2 separate regions of the Mus musculus genome follow, and region 2 is linked to region 1. Evidence: chromatin contacts called from public HiChIP or PLAC-seq data. All regions are on one chromosome and are shown on one strand. The core of a region is the stretch at or near the end of the contact, and the rest is flanking DNA. Distances in the headings are between cores, read along the strand shown. Region 1 overlaps Abcc5 (ATP-binding cassette, sub-family C (CFTR/MRP), member 5). Region 2 has its middle 19 kb from the start of Gm41432.

Region 1 (2,965 bases), core at 298-2,797:
AAAATTTCCTGGCTTGTGAGGGGTTCGAGTATAACTAGAAAATCAGAATTTTAGAAGTAACTTTGGAGACTCTTCCCCATTTCACATTACATTTTCCTGCTCTTTGAAACAACTCTGTAGGACTCTGTAAATAAGTGGAGAGAAAACTAACTCTTTTCCCCTGGAGCGATTCTTGGGGAGGTACCTCTTGTCCACACGGGCCCTTAGCTCAGATGTTTTCCAAATCCTGCAATTAAGAGGTGCCAGGCCATGGGTGAGGGCAGTGTGCAGGCATTAGCTCTACAGAAGTGTCCTGGAAGGTCCCTGGCATCGTGATGCCTGTGTAAAGGGTCAGTATCCCTCCTGGGATTTCTAACCATTACTCTGGAACCTATGAATTTCTGTACGTGGGGCACCATATCCCTATGAGTTCTTAAATGTCCTTCTGTCCATATTAGACTGGCAGGAAAAGCAGGGTGCCTTAGTGTGTAAGCTAGCATAGAGGGTTGGGTCAGTGGACGAGCGAGGCCCTGAGACCCCTTGCCAGTCCTGAGGTGAGGCTACACTAATGAGCTACCTTTTGCTCTTCAGCTTCCTTCCACTGTATAGCCTGATGTGTTTTGCTACGTGAGTGTACGCCATAAGCTTGTCTCCCTGGTCTTGATCCAGTGTCTCATCTTTGCACCTCTCTCACAACTCCTATCAGAGTTTGTTTCTAATGGAAGAGGTTCACATGATAAAGAACAAACCGGCCAGTCCTCACATCAAGATAGAGATGAAAAATGCCACCTTGGCATGGGACTCCTCCCACTCCAGTATACAGAACTCGCCCAAGCTGACCCCCAAAATGAAAAAAGACAAGAGGGCTACCAGGGGCAAGAAAGAGAAGTCGAGGCAGCTGCAACACACTGAGCACCAGGCGGTGCTGGCAGAACAGAAAGGACACCTCCTCCTGGACAGTGACGAGCGGCCCAGCCCGGAAGAGGAAGAAGGCAAGCAGATCCACACAGGGAGCCTGCGCCTGCAGAGGACACTGTACAACATTGACTTAGAAATTGAAGAGGTAAGCTACCTACCCGTACCCTCTCTGCCACTTCAGCCCTGACTCCTGTGTCACCCCAGCTTGACCCTGGCAAGACCCGCCCTTTAAGCAGAGTATTTTGACTATGAGCAGTTTTGAATCAAGAGCAGATTGGACTCTGATTCCAAAGCGAGCAACAGAACTAATTACTTATGAGATGCTTGCTTTACTGATAAGGAGGTGAAGCACTCAGGTGGACCTTCCAAGACCCTGCTCTGGGTTGGCTTCTGGCTGTGATGGCTGTTGTAATTAAATTCACTGCTGTAACTGTGTGGGCTCCTGGTCAACATCACGTTGTGCAGCATAGAGAACTTGGCATATAAAAGGTATTCTCAATGCTGCCTTTTCTTTTTCCTTTTAAATTTATTTGACATATCTGTTTGTAGGTGTGTGCACGTGAGTGCAGGAGCCAGTGGAGGGCAGAAGACAGTGTCAGATTCTCTGGAGCTGGAGTTACAAGTGGTTCTGAGCTGCCTGGTTGACGTAGGGTCCTTTGAAAAAGCATCAAGTGCTCTTAAGCCACTAAGCCATCTCTCCAGCCTCTCAGGGCTGCTCTTAGCAACTGTATTGTAATAATTTTTAAAAATATAAGTGAAGGGTGATTTGGGTATAGAATATCATAGCTCAGCTAGCATAGACATGGGCTCTCAGAGAGTCCCTTAAAACACAGATTTTAGGTCGAAGATTTAAGATTCAAACTATGACTGAGAAGTAGCCCCATTCACACTTTCCTTCAGTAGCCTTTGGTTTTTTTTTTAAGTACCAGCTTTACACCAAGTCCTGTTGAAGGACTGAGAACAAACAACAGCAGAACCTACACAGTCAAAGCCTCTTTCTGGAGTTTACGTCCCTAGTGGACAGACACAAAGCAAGTGTCAGGTTGTGGTAAGGGACGATGCAAAGGATGGTAACGGAGCTGGGACAGCAGCTGTTGTGCTTGCATTTTTAACACATTTTCTAAGGAGAAGACCCCATTCAAAGGATGTTTTAGTCAGGCTTGGCAGGACATGTCCGTAGTTTGGGGCAGGCTGTGGTAGATCACTATGAATTTGAAGCCAACCTGGATACATAGTGATACCCTAGCTAAGAAGGTGGTGGGGATGGGCATGGCAGGTAAACCCAGTAAGTACCAGTGAGAGAGGGGAGGAGAGAGAGGAGAGAGAGGGTAGTGTTTGAGCGGAGAACTGAGAGAGTGAGTCGTGAGACTGTCTAGGGGAGAGGGTCATAGCTAAAGAGCAGAAGCAGAGAGCAAGGCTCTCCGTCTGGAGTGTGCTGGTTCCTGGACCAGGATGAGTGTGGGAGATGATGGCCGATGGCAGATTTGCAGAAGTGCCTGTGGATACATAATGTCCTGCTAGGCTCAGAAGGGTGTGTGGAGAAACAAGGAAGGAAAGAAGGAGAGGTCTAAGGGGCTGCTCCTCCTGCTGCAGTGCAGGAGGAAGACGGGAGAGTGATGGAGACAGGGCTGGGTAGAAATGCTGCAGAGCTAGAAGGAGGCACTGCTGCAGCAAGTGGCCATACTGACCGCTGCCTGGGGCACCGTGGGCAGATCCAGAGGTAGACCCAGGAGACAGCATCCAGATTTCTGCTCTTAGCAGGCGGTCGGGGGTGGTCACCGGAAACTGTCATGTAGTTTATCCCACATAGGCCAATCTTAGCAGCAGTTTGCTTACTTGATGACGATTACTGATTTCTGAGGTGGTCCCACCGTGTCACTAATCAGCTCTTTTAGATACTGGCTTTGCATACTCAACGGAAAGTTACTCTTCCATTTGGTAATGTGATACTTGATTCAGTGAGGAACTCACCCTTCCTCCTGAGCTCAGAGCCCAGTGAGGGAAACAGACACAGGGTTGGCTTGGGATATCTATCGGGACACATGATTAGCAGATGTGGTAGAGCTGA
Region 2 (3,220 bases), core at 110-2,609, 85 kb before region 1:
CTCTGAGGGTGTGCTTTACTCAAGATTGAAAGGCTTGATTGTGTTGTAGAAACTCATGGGTCAGAGAGAAGTGTTTACACGCTAGGTCACAAGTTGTCCTGAGCCTAGGTAGACACAGATAATTACTTTAGGAATCTGAGTGAAGTGTTAAAACTGAAGGTCCCATACAATTCTGGCGCTAAATAAGCACAGACTGGGTAGACATCACTGTTGTCCATCCACAGTGCTAGAAGTTTCCTGCCTCTGACTACTACCAACGGAAAATGAGCCACGCTCCAGGGTAAAGGCTCTGTGCAGGGTCGTCTTTTTTTCTTCTTCTTTTCTTTGCCTGGATTCCATGGGCTAGAGTTTTAGAATGAATAAAAAGGAGAAAGTGCGCTGATATACAGCTGCCGTTGCCACTGTTGCCACTGCCAGGCCTTCTGCTCCGTGATGGATGTACCCTCAGGGTGGGAACAACCCCCCTCTTATGTTACTTTTGTTGGGTATTTAATTACAGCAACATGAAAAGTAGCGATCAGATCACCAAGCACAGTGCCTTCTTTATTTTCTGACCAGACACCCTCATTTTTGCCCCTGAGGTCTTAGGCCTATTTTATCCTCTTTATTTGTCTCCACTGAAGTCACAGTAGGTGACATCCCAGGCAGATCTTAAATAAGACCTTGGAGGTCCAAGAATGCCCCATACTGGTTGTCTGCCGTGTGTGTGTGTGTGTGTGTGTGTGTGTGTGTGTGTGTGTGTGTGTGTGTCTGTCTGTCTGTCTGTCTAGTGTGTGTGTATGTCTGTCCCTGTGTGTGTGTGTGTGTGTGAGTGTGTGGGGCTGTCTGCCTAGTGGGGAAGGGCTGTTTGCCTAGTGTGTGTGTGTGTGGGGGGGCTATCTTCCGTGTATGTGTGAGAGAGAGAGAGAGAGCAAGCTAGAGAGCTGTCTGCCTAGTGGGGAAGGGCTGTTTGCCTAGTGTGTGTGTGTATGGGGGGCTATCTGCCGTGTATGTGTGTGTGTGTGTGTGTGTGTGTGTGTGTGTGAGAGAGAGAGAGAGAGAGAGAAAGCGAGCTAGAGAGCTGTCTGCCTAGTGTGTGTGTGTGTGTGGGGGGGGTGCAATTTCCACCTTGTTAAGCTTCCCCAGGAGGTTTGTGGCCTCCATTTCTAGAGGGTTTTTCTTTGTCCCAGAAAGAGTTATACTTTGGGTAGAAATTTGGTCTGAACAGCACTTAAGTCTCATCTAAGTGTTCAAGTTTAAAGTTATGAACAAGTTGAAAGGGGGAGAGTTGGATCTGCCCTGGATCCATTCCCAGACCTGACGTCAGGAGCTAAACCTCCACACTCTGATAAAGAGATTCCTGAACAGGCCTGTAAGGCAAGCAAATAATGTCAGGTACTTGGAAGGCAAAGACTGGAAGGTGGCAGCTCAGATCCTGTCTGGGCTGAACAAGCCAGAGCTCAGTGCTGGAGTGTTCATTTACATGCTCATGAAAGGACAACATAAGCCTCATGAAAGGACAACAAGAGCCCCATTTGTCTCCATTTAAGGACCAGGCCTGATTTAGAAAAAAATGGCCGTAAGGCACCAGCTCCAGGAACAGACCGTAAGTCCCAGAAACTAGGCCATAAAAGACCAGCTCCAGAGATAGACCATAAAATTCAGAACAAAATCACAAAGCCCCCTCCCAAATAACAGCCCGGGGATAATCACAAAATGGGAAACTATCTTATCTCAGAATGGGCCAACTGTGCTGGGCAGCCTTATCTCATCCTATGGTTAAACATTCATGACATAGGAATGCGGGCCACTGACCCCCTATGACTCCCTAGCACCCACCAGTGAAGTTTTAGATTACCCAGTCCTTCTAGAGAGTTCCCCCAGTTCCCTACAAGAAGGTCTTCACGCCTTTGTCTGGGGTCCCCATTTCAAAAAATGGTTGACTCCCACAACATACTGGTTGTTTCTACAGATTAAACGTCTTTCTTTCTTTTTTTTTTTTTTTTTTTTTTTGGTTTTTTTGAGACAGGGTTTCTCTGTGTAGCCCTGGCTGTCCTGGAACTCACTCTGTAGACCAGGCTGGCCTCGAACTCAGAAATCCACCTGCCTCTGCCTCCCAAGTGCTGGGATTAAAGGCATGCACCACCACGCCCGGCCTAAATGTCTTTCTTTTTGCATTCTGAGTCTGGAGTCTTCTTTCATCAATTTTGGACCCTTATACTCAAGGTCCCAGACTTAATTCCTCATACTAGGGAAAAAAAAATCCCTTCAGGATATTTAGTGTTAAAAGACTCAGCACACCCTTTCACGGTCACTAGAATTCACTAATTTATCAAGCAGTTCTAGATAGATCCTGCACTGTCTTTCTCATTAGCCTCAGTATCCTTCTGGGGTATTGTAGAAAGGACAGGATAGGAGGTAAATGTTTCCTGAAAAAGAAATGGCAGCAATTCCACCCCCACCCCCATGCCTTCCTACCCTGCAGGAAAATTAATTTCTACAAAACCCACCCTGAACCAAAGTGATTTTGTAAATATAGGACAGGTGTGGTAAGTTATTTCTCCACCAGTGAAATGAGCCAACTCAAGCCAGATTAAAATACATAAAGAAAGCCAGATTTATTGTCATGAGGAGGGAGAAGAAGAGAGGGGGGAGAGAAAGAGAGAAAGAGCTCCCACAGACAGAGAGAAGGAAAAGAGGATGAGGGGGAGGAGGAAGAGGAGGAAGAAGAAGAGACAAAGTGTCTGGATTATATAGTATATAGGGAAGAGCCTCTGGGGGAAGGGCAGTTCAGCCCCTAGGCTGGAAGTTCAGGGTTGGGGGCAGGGTATGCCAGGTAGGGCCTAAGGGATGCTGGGAGAACCTGCAGGCCAGGTCTGCTTTGGTATGTGAACTATGCACCTCAAGTCTTTGTCCTGGGGTCTGAAACCAAACACAGGTGAGAGCCTGAGTGTGTAACCAACACAAAGTAAGGACTGAAAGAAAGCCTTCTACTTATTGCTTGAACAGGGTCTTTGCCCTGATGCCGTTTCTCTGTGGTCTCTTTCTCTGGTCCATTCTTTACATACCCATCTCTTCCACAATGCTTAAGGCTTGTTATCAACTAGGGTGTTGTGTCCATTTAGGAAGCATTCTCGAACCCCAAAAGACAACCAAGGAGCCAGTTCTGATGCAATCACACTACTGTCTTTAATCAAGCTGGAGCTTCGGATCGCCATTACTGAAGAAGCAGAACGGGAGG

What was found. HiChIP or PLAC-seq counts read pairs in DNA pulled down with a chosen protein or histone mark.
Region 2: an H3K27ac HiChIP or PLAC-seq map of embryonic stem cells shows a contact between it and region 1, with 18 read pairs. The contact joins two enhancer-like sites. A contact is called at or near these places in 1 of 15 datasets of contacts at CTCF or cohesin (CD8 T cells), 11 of 484 Hi-C or Micro-C datasets (the C10 cell line, the C2C12 cell line, the HPC-7 cell line and 7 more), 6 of 115 datasets of contacts at active chromatin or transcription factors (embryonic stem cells, extraembryonic endoderm stem cells and trophoblast stem cells) and 3 of 9 other capture datasets (adipose tissue, liver and pancreatic islet).

Annotation. Positions count from the first base shown.
Region 1 is chr16:20,390,528-20,393,492 of GRCm38.p6, reverse strand. It overlaps Abcc5 (ATP-binding cassette, sub-family C (CFTR/MRP), member 5), which reads left to right. Exons shown (of 30, transcript NM_013790.2): 11 at 686-1,042. Among named protein-coding and RNA genes, the nearest start is that of Abcc5, 34 kb to the left of the region's middle. Within about 2 kb of position 1,547, at least 12 of the 459 cell types and tissues checked have an H3K27ac peak or open chromatin away from gene starts, as enhancers often do.
Region 2 is chr16:20,475,195-20,478,414 of GRCm38.p6, reverse strand. No RefSeq gene overlaps it. Among named protein-coding and RNA genes, the nearest start is that of Gm41432, 19 kb to the right of the region's middle. Within about 2 kb of position 1,359, at least 73 of the 459 cell types and tissues checked have an H3K27ac peak or open chromatin away from gene starts, as enhancers often do.